2 separate regions of the Mus musculus genome follow, and region 2 is linked to region 1. Evidence: chromatin contacts called from public Hi-C data. All regions are on one chromosome and are shown on one strand. The core of a region is the stretch at or near the end of the contact, and the rest is flanking DNA. Distances in the headings are between cores, read along the strand shown. Region 1 overlaps M1ap (meiosis 1 associated protein). Region 2 holds the start of Wdr54 (WD repeat domain 54).

The links. Hi-C and Micro-C count contacts between places; a contact is called where the count stands out from the background.
Region 2: a contact with region 1 is called in a Hi-C map of bone marrow-derived macrophages, with 2.1 times the contacts expected there. The contact joins the promoter of Wdr54 here to the enhancer-like site in region 1. A contact is called at or near these places in 22 of 39 promoter capture datasets (the 3T3-L1 cell line, 3T3-L1-derived adipocytes, the C10 cell line and 15 more), 2 of 15 datasets of contacts at CTCF or cohesin (the NIH/3T3 cell line and large pre-B cells), 5 of 484 Hi-C or Micro-C datasets (the G1E-ER4 cell line, the HPC-5 cell line, bone marrow-derived macrophages and 2 more), 16 of 115 datasets of contacts at active chromatin or transcription factors (the 230-238 cell line, the NIH/3T3 cell line, bone marrow-derived macrophages and 8 more) and 4 of 9 other capture datasets (adipose tissue, liver, macrophages and 1 more).

Annotation. Positions count from the first base shown.
Region 1 is chr6:82,969,180-82,972,757 of GRCm38.p6, forward strand. The region is part of intron 3 of M1ap (meiosis 1 associated protein); the gene reads left to right. Among named protein-coding and RNA genes, the nearest start is that of M1ap, 24 kb to the left of the region's middle. Within about 2 kb of position 2,007, at least 7 of the 459 cell types and tissues checked have an H3K27ac peak or open chromatin away from gene starts, as enhancers often do. A contact at or near this core is called in bone marrow-derived macrophages, where this site is marked.
Region 2 is chr6:83,154,732-83,158,384 of GRCm38.p6, forward strand. It overlaps Wdr54 (WD repeat domain 54), which reads right to left and starts at 1,648. Exons shown (of 11, transcript NM_001362119.1): 1 at 1,584-1,648; 2 at 1,444-1,514; 3 at 918-1,140; 4 at 747-809; 5 at 339-405; 6 at 191-244. The coding sequence starts at 1,139. 1700003E16Rik (RIKEN cDNA 1700003E16 gene) reads left to right here and starts at 1,673. Exons shown (of 4, transcript NM_027948.1): 1 at 1,673-1,859. The coding sequence starts at 1,842.

The DNA of each region.
Region 1 (3,578 bases), core at 757-3,256:
ATGCCATGCTGAGACAATCATAAAAATATAGATAAGTTATGGGTGGATACTCCACGGGTACATTCGTGTGTGTGGGTTAAAATATTTGAGGGACCTCTGGCTGCAGACAGAAGAGTTGGAAAATAATTGTGTTAATTTCCCATTGCCATTTTCACACGCTAGGAAGGTGGAAGTTGCCACTTTGTCCCAACAATTATGAAAACACTTGCAAAGTCAACAATTCCCTTTAGATGCCTAGGAGAGGCAAGGTTACAACACAGGGCAAACAGCTGCCTCCAGAATCAGACAGACTCACAGCACACTAAAGCAAAACCTCCATGGCAACCACTGCTTGGGTAGGAAAACCCAAACATTAGTAAACGGCTAAAAGCTAAGTCTCAACATTTAAAACTCCAAGGGACGTCCTAAGGCCTCACACACTTCTGTGAGCTCCAAGTCTAAGAGTTCAACCAGACCCTTAAGAGGAAATTCCCTTATGACTCAAACCTGGATGGCAAGGGGGTGGGGCAGGAGAGAACAGGCATTCTGAAATACACTCAACGGTTCTTTTTCATAAGTTCTGTGGCCAGGAGAAACTAGTTAAACAGAACCTAGGGTTTGAACTGACCTAACTCACCTGAAGGACAAGAGAGAGCAAACTCAAGCTAATTACAGCCTTCCACATAGAGAGGAATGATCAACTCCAGCCCAATCGAGTCCCCATGCTCTAACCCACTCCAGCCCAGTCAAGTGCCCATGCTCCAACCCAAGGGGAAGAACACACTGAGAAACACTGTGGAGTTTGTATTTGAGTAGCAGCTTCTCTTGAAGACTAGGAACAAATAATCACATATCAATATTATTTTACGAACTTGTTTTGGGGGCTGATGAGTTGATTGAGTGGGTAAGAGCACTTGCTGTTCTAGCAAAGGACCCAAGTTCAATTCCCAGCACCCATATAGAAGCTCATCACCTTCTCAGACACCAGTCACACATGTGGTGCCCAGATGCTCTCGCAGGTGAAACACCCACACACATAAAATCATAAAAATAAATCTTAAAAAATGTTTAAAAACTTGATTACGCGAGATTTTAAAAACTTATTACTCTTATTATTTGAATAGAAAATAATAATAGTAGAGAATGTGTCCTTTCACACAAATACCACATTTGTAAAGGCCAATTACAATAACATCTTTGACCCAGTGGAACCCGTCTATCACAGAAGATGACAAGCGGAATAAAAGGCAAGACACACCATTTGAAGTTAGAATAGGTATTAGACCCAGTCATGGCAGGTATGCTAGAATTATCTGACTGTAGAATCTATTTGTTTGTGTGTGTGTGTGTGTGTGTGTGTGTGTGTGTATTTGTATGTTATTTATTTTTGAGACAAAGTCACACTATGTAGCCCTGGATGACCTGGAACCTACAATGTAGACAAGGCTGTGCTCATATTTTTGGAAATCTTCTTACCTCTGCCTTCCAAGTGTTGGCATTATAATCATGTACCAACATACCTGGCACTTGACTGTAGAATTTAGAGAACAAGGATTGATAGCTAGCAGAGAACAGGGCACGGTGACACATCCCTATAATTCACGGCAGTCGTGGCAGATCCACAGAGCCACCACAAACCAACCTGATCTAAGCAGAGGCAGCTTGAGGCCTGGGAGGACAACCATTTCGAGCTAAAATGGCAAACAGTAGCCCAGGCATAACCACATCAGAGCCTTAGAGTTTAATCCAAGCTGAGGCTCCCAGCACTGGGGACAAAGTATCTCCATGAGTTCAGGCCAACTTCATCTACATAATGAGTTACAGGCCATCCAGATCTAAATTGTCAGACTATCTCCAAAACAAACAAACAAACAAACAAATCAGAAATCCAACTGTTCGTAACAAGAATGTGTAACAAACCAAGCTTGGGAAATTTAATCAGCCAGTACACATGAAACAGGCATGGATGGGAACTACCCAAATTCTAGTCCATGTGGAGGGCTGGGGCTGGAAAATGAGGATGTGCTGACATCTACTGGACACCAAGAAAAACTCAACCCAAACGGTTATACGTGTGTACTCCACTATTCACAAGGCATGCCCACCCCGGGAATCTGGTTTTACGGGTTTGAACTGGACCTCTAGCCCTCAAATCCTGTCAGTTTGCTACAGAAGCTATCACAGGGAAAGGAGGAACTCAGTAGTATCCTGTTAAGGAAGAAATGCTGACTAATGTTATATAAAATGCATATGATACATGGGACATATTACATAATTCATGTGGAGGGTCATTGAACTCAGAAGTTTGCACGTGTTGGGCAAGCACCATGTGATTTTTTTTTAAAGATCTTTGGGTTATATAAGTATCTCTTAATAGTTTTTTTTATATTGCCTGATTAGGTTTCATGATTATTCTGTGTTCCCACACTCGTCCTATTGTGGACTCTCTCTCATTCCCTCCTCTCTTTTTCCCATGCCTTCTCCCTTTACCTCTTAGATATAATTTTCTGTGGCTTCTTTAAACTGTTGATCCTTCTAATATCCCAGCTTCATCCTCCCATGTGTTTTCTCAGTTGCTCTAACCTTGATCCCTGTCCTTCCTAGGCCTGTTTCCTAGCCTTAGTAACTAGTAGCTTGGTGCGCACTGCACTGTCCTTGTTTCTTTGTATCCTGATAGTTATTAAAGTTAGATGACTGTTTTTAAATACTATGATATTTACATAGTGTGGTGGCTTCTACAGTTCATAGTCTACTCTTGGAGTGGTGTAGTGGATGGTGCCCGACACCCTGGCACAAGGACTGGGGATTCAGCTACTGAACCACACCCCTCACCGTGGGAGGGAATGACAACTCAGCTTCAACACCTCAACTGGAAAAATGCAGCTGACCTTTTAAATCCAACCAATGGGTTAACCCTAAATGCACAAGTAACAATGAAGAAATACAAGAGACATGAAGAAATCAAGGCAATGGGACTCCTCTGGAAAATGCCAGTTCTCCAGTGAGGGATTCAGTGAAAGAGAATTAGAGGAAATCGCACACACAAAAAAAAGTTAAAAGAATAATCAGAGGAATGTGTAATAAATGGAAGAAGCTCCTAATATACTTCTAAGTGAAGTCAAGGAGCATCCAAATAAGCAACAGACCACGGAGATGGTCCACACCAACTCTTATTGCATCATTATCCACAGTAGCTAAATTATGGAGTCAGTCTAGATGTCTCTCAACAGAAGGATGCATGACAAGGTGATATATGTTCACAGTGGAACTTTGTTCAACCATAGACAAGATAACCTCTTATTGCATCATTTTTAGGAAAATGAATGCATCACAAGATTATCTAAGTGAATTAAGTCAGATCCAGAAGGACAAAAGTCACATTTTCTCATTTGTGGGTCTTGGACTTTATACAGATATATAAAATCATATGCATACATGACATAAAGTAATAAAGTAAGAACAAAACTGACTCATGAAATGAAGAGGACTAACAGGAATGAAAGGGAGGAGCAAGGGTTAGATTCAGCTTCTTCAAAATCATTCAAAATAAAAAGATGATAAAATGAAATATCTAGTATTAAGAGGAAATAATTCATCAA
Region 2 (3,653 bases), core at 398-2,897, 190 kb after region 1:
AGTACTCCCACAGGCCTGACTTTCCATTCACTATCCCTCTCTAAATGTTTTTCAGAGTCTCTGATACCCTTCCTTCCCAGCTTCCCTCTAACTCTTCCTAAGTTCGTCAACCCCTCAGCATCCTCTTGGCTGAGACCCCACAATCATGTACTTCACATACAGGCCCTAGCCCTGTCTCTAGTCTGCTCACCCACACAGATGAAGTGGACGCTGGCAGCAATTCCTCGGGCAAACATAGCCTGTACTGAATACAAAAGCAGCTCTCAGAAACAGCACTTCCCCCAGCCCCAGCGAATTCTCCCAGCCTCCACCCCTGCTCCACATGGTCCTGAAGGTACCTGAAGAAGCATCGCCTGAGTCCAAGGCGTGCCAATAAACCATGACGGAGCCATCAGACTCATACATCTGGAAGATGGGGGCAAGGATGAGAGCAAGATCCAGATGACCCTTGTTGAGTTCTGGGCACTTCACCCAGCCAGGTAAGTCCATTGGAATCCTCAAACTCTGTTCTGGGAGGCAGGCACTATTCTTATCCATAGTTTTCAGAGGAGGACACTGAGGCTACCCGTGCCCAAGGGTCACAGAGTTAATAACAGAAGCAAACTGCTGATGCAGAATTGAAGAGTGAAGAAAATGGAACAAAAGAAGACGAAAAATAGAGGCAGAGTGGGCTGCGCATGTGACATCTAAAAGTGTTATTGGGTGGGGGTGGCGCTGGAGAAAGGGCAGGAGGGTTCTATTCTCACCTGTATCCCTCGATGCGAGGTGAGGACCAGCAGTACTCTGAAGGGGAGGACACACCAGTGAACCTGGAGAGACGCGCATCATAGAAGAGGACATAAGGCGTCAAGAGGATAGGTATTCAAGAACAAGGATCGCACTGATTTAAGCAACACCTCTTTCACTCCTTGCCTTACCTGAGTGATAAGTGGGGGACTCACTCCAGCACCCTCTTTAACGTGGAGCTGGCGCTGGGCCAAGGGCACACCCTCAGGGGCAGCACTGAGAAGCTGGGCGCTCGGTCCATGAACCACCCCAAAATGCGTGAGATCACGGGCTGGCAGCTGCAGTACACTGAGGTTGTTAGACAGGGCGGCGGCAGAGCTACGAAGTGGGATGGAGCGCTCGCGGCGGAACATTCTGAGAGAGAGAGAGAGAGAGAGAGAGAGAGAGAGAGAGAGAGAGAGAGAGAGAGAGAGAGAGAGTCCTAGAGTCACGGCACGACAAATAGGGAGAAGGCCACTGGGGACACTGGGACAGGGGAGAAGGACAATGAGATGCAACCAGGAGACACTGAGAGAGACCCTTGATTGATAGGATCCCCGAGGAAAGTGATGGATAGTAGTCACAAGGAGGAGAGGATCCCACGGAGCTGGAGAGAGCCCCAGGGTTGAGTGTTGCAGCCACCAGGGAATCCCGCAATAAGAATGATGATGTAAATACCTGCTAGTACGGAACGTCTCAGCTAAAATGCAGAATGTGGTCTCCAGCTCTTCTTCCCACAGCTTAGCTACCTGAAGGCCCACGCCAAGGTTAGAGGTCACACCTGCAACCCACCCCCACCACCCTCAAGTGTGCCTTGCCTGACGCCGCGATCCTAAGGTCCCTCCAAATCCGCCGCCACCATAGAGACGACGCACCGACGCACGGCCTCTGGGCGTGGCCTGTGGCTGGAACTTGCGGCGCGCAGCTACGCGGTTACCAAGCAACCGTGGACCACGCCAGGGACCCTCAGCGGGGCCTGGTTGCCGAGGAGACCGTTGGGTCGCGGCCACTGCAGCTACAACGATGGAGGGTCCTGAAGGCAGCTGAAACACCGCCTTGGAGTGACTGTCACGAAAATGAGTCACGAAGGCTCGGTGAGTTTCAGCTAGACTTAGGGAGTGCGCAAGAACTGGGGTTGGCCGGTATCGAGGCAGTGGACTAGCTCTAGGTTCGAGATGGGCATGCCTGTACCTCGGTCCCTGAGGGAAAGGGTCAACGGCTGGACCAGGCCAAGGGCAAGCGAATTCGGAAACAGCTGAACCACTAGTGCAAATAGTAATTCCTTTCTGACCAGGAACCCGTGTTGGTGGGTAAACCAGAGGCACTAGGAAGAGGGTCTGATGGATGAATCACTATCTTGACAATTTCAGGACTACGAAATGGATCAAACAACTGTGAGGGTGACCTTAAAACTTACTTTATTATCATTATTACTTTTTTTTTTTTTAAATCGAGACAGTCTGATTATATAGACCATATTGGCCTCCAACTCAACTCTGCCTCCAGAGTGCTGTGATTAAAGGAATCACATGCGCAACCATGGCTTGCCTTTTATTTTGAGACAAGGTCTCAATGTGTAGCCCTGGCTGGTCTAGAACTCACAATATAGACCGGGTTGCCTTTGAACTCATAGCTTCTTCCCATACCAACACTCTCCCATCTCACTGGTCAAAAACCAATTACCTTTAAGTCAAAAAAAAATTTTATGTATATGGGTGTTTTGTCTGCATGTGTGTTTGTGTACTGTGTTCATGTCTGATGCCTGCAGAGGCCAGGAGAGAGGATCAGATCTCCTGGAACTGGAGTTACAGTTTGGAGCCATCACATGGGTGCTAAGAATCAAACCCAGGCCCTCTGCAAGAGCGGTCAATGTGGGGTCAACTCTCTTACTCCCAAAGTCAAGGCATTTTAAAAAATAAAACAGATTGGTAGGACCTCGAGAAAATGAAAGAGTAAAAAATATCTCTGTTCTCTTGTGTTAAGTGCACGCCACATCTCTGTCCTAGCTGTGGGGGGAGGCCTAAGGGATCGGTTCTTTGGTTTTGCGTTGGCTTTGGGCTTAAGGAAGCAAAGCTTTAGATGGAGAACTAGGCAGCCGCTTGGTTTCTGGGAATTCAAGGCCAGGAACTGAGAATGTAGAGAACAGAAGACACCGGATTGCCTGAGAGAATGAATATTGGAGAATATAAAATAGGAAACAATTAGGTAGATAGATAAAAACTTATATTTGGAGGTAGATTTTGGAAGGAACCATCTTCCTTCATGGTCTCACTTCATGGCCCAGTCTGGCCTTGAACACATGACAGCTGCTTCAGGCTTCTGAGTGCTGGGTTTATTGCTGTGAGCCACCACACCTAGTTCTGGCCCTCTTTACAATTTTTTTTATTATTATTATTACTTATCTACATCTCTTTTGTGAAGTATTATGTCCCTAGGTTACTTTTGGGCTTTTCTTAGTTACTTATCTCTTGCTGTCACAAAACACCATGAGCAAAGAAACTTATAAAAGGAAGTGTTTAATTTGGGGTTCACGGTTCCAAACGGTTAAGCACCCAGGAGCATCACGAAGGGGAGCACAGACAGGCATGGTGCTGGAGGAGTAGCTGAGAGCCCACGAGGCAAAGAGAGCTAACTGCAAATGATGGGCTTTTGAAACCTCATCTCTGGCCCCTACTCCCTCCCTCCCAACAAGGCCACACCTCCAAGTCTTTCCCAAACAGTTCAAATAGGAATTTATGGGGCTGTTCTTATTCAAGCCGTCACAGGAATCTTTAATGATTTGTTACATTTATTTGGGGTGGGGTGGGGTGAAGGCGGGGCGTGTGCCATAGTGCACGAGTGGAGGCTGGAGGGTGACTTGAAGGAGATGGCTCTCTCCTTCTACCTTG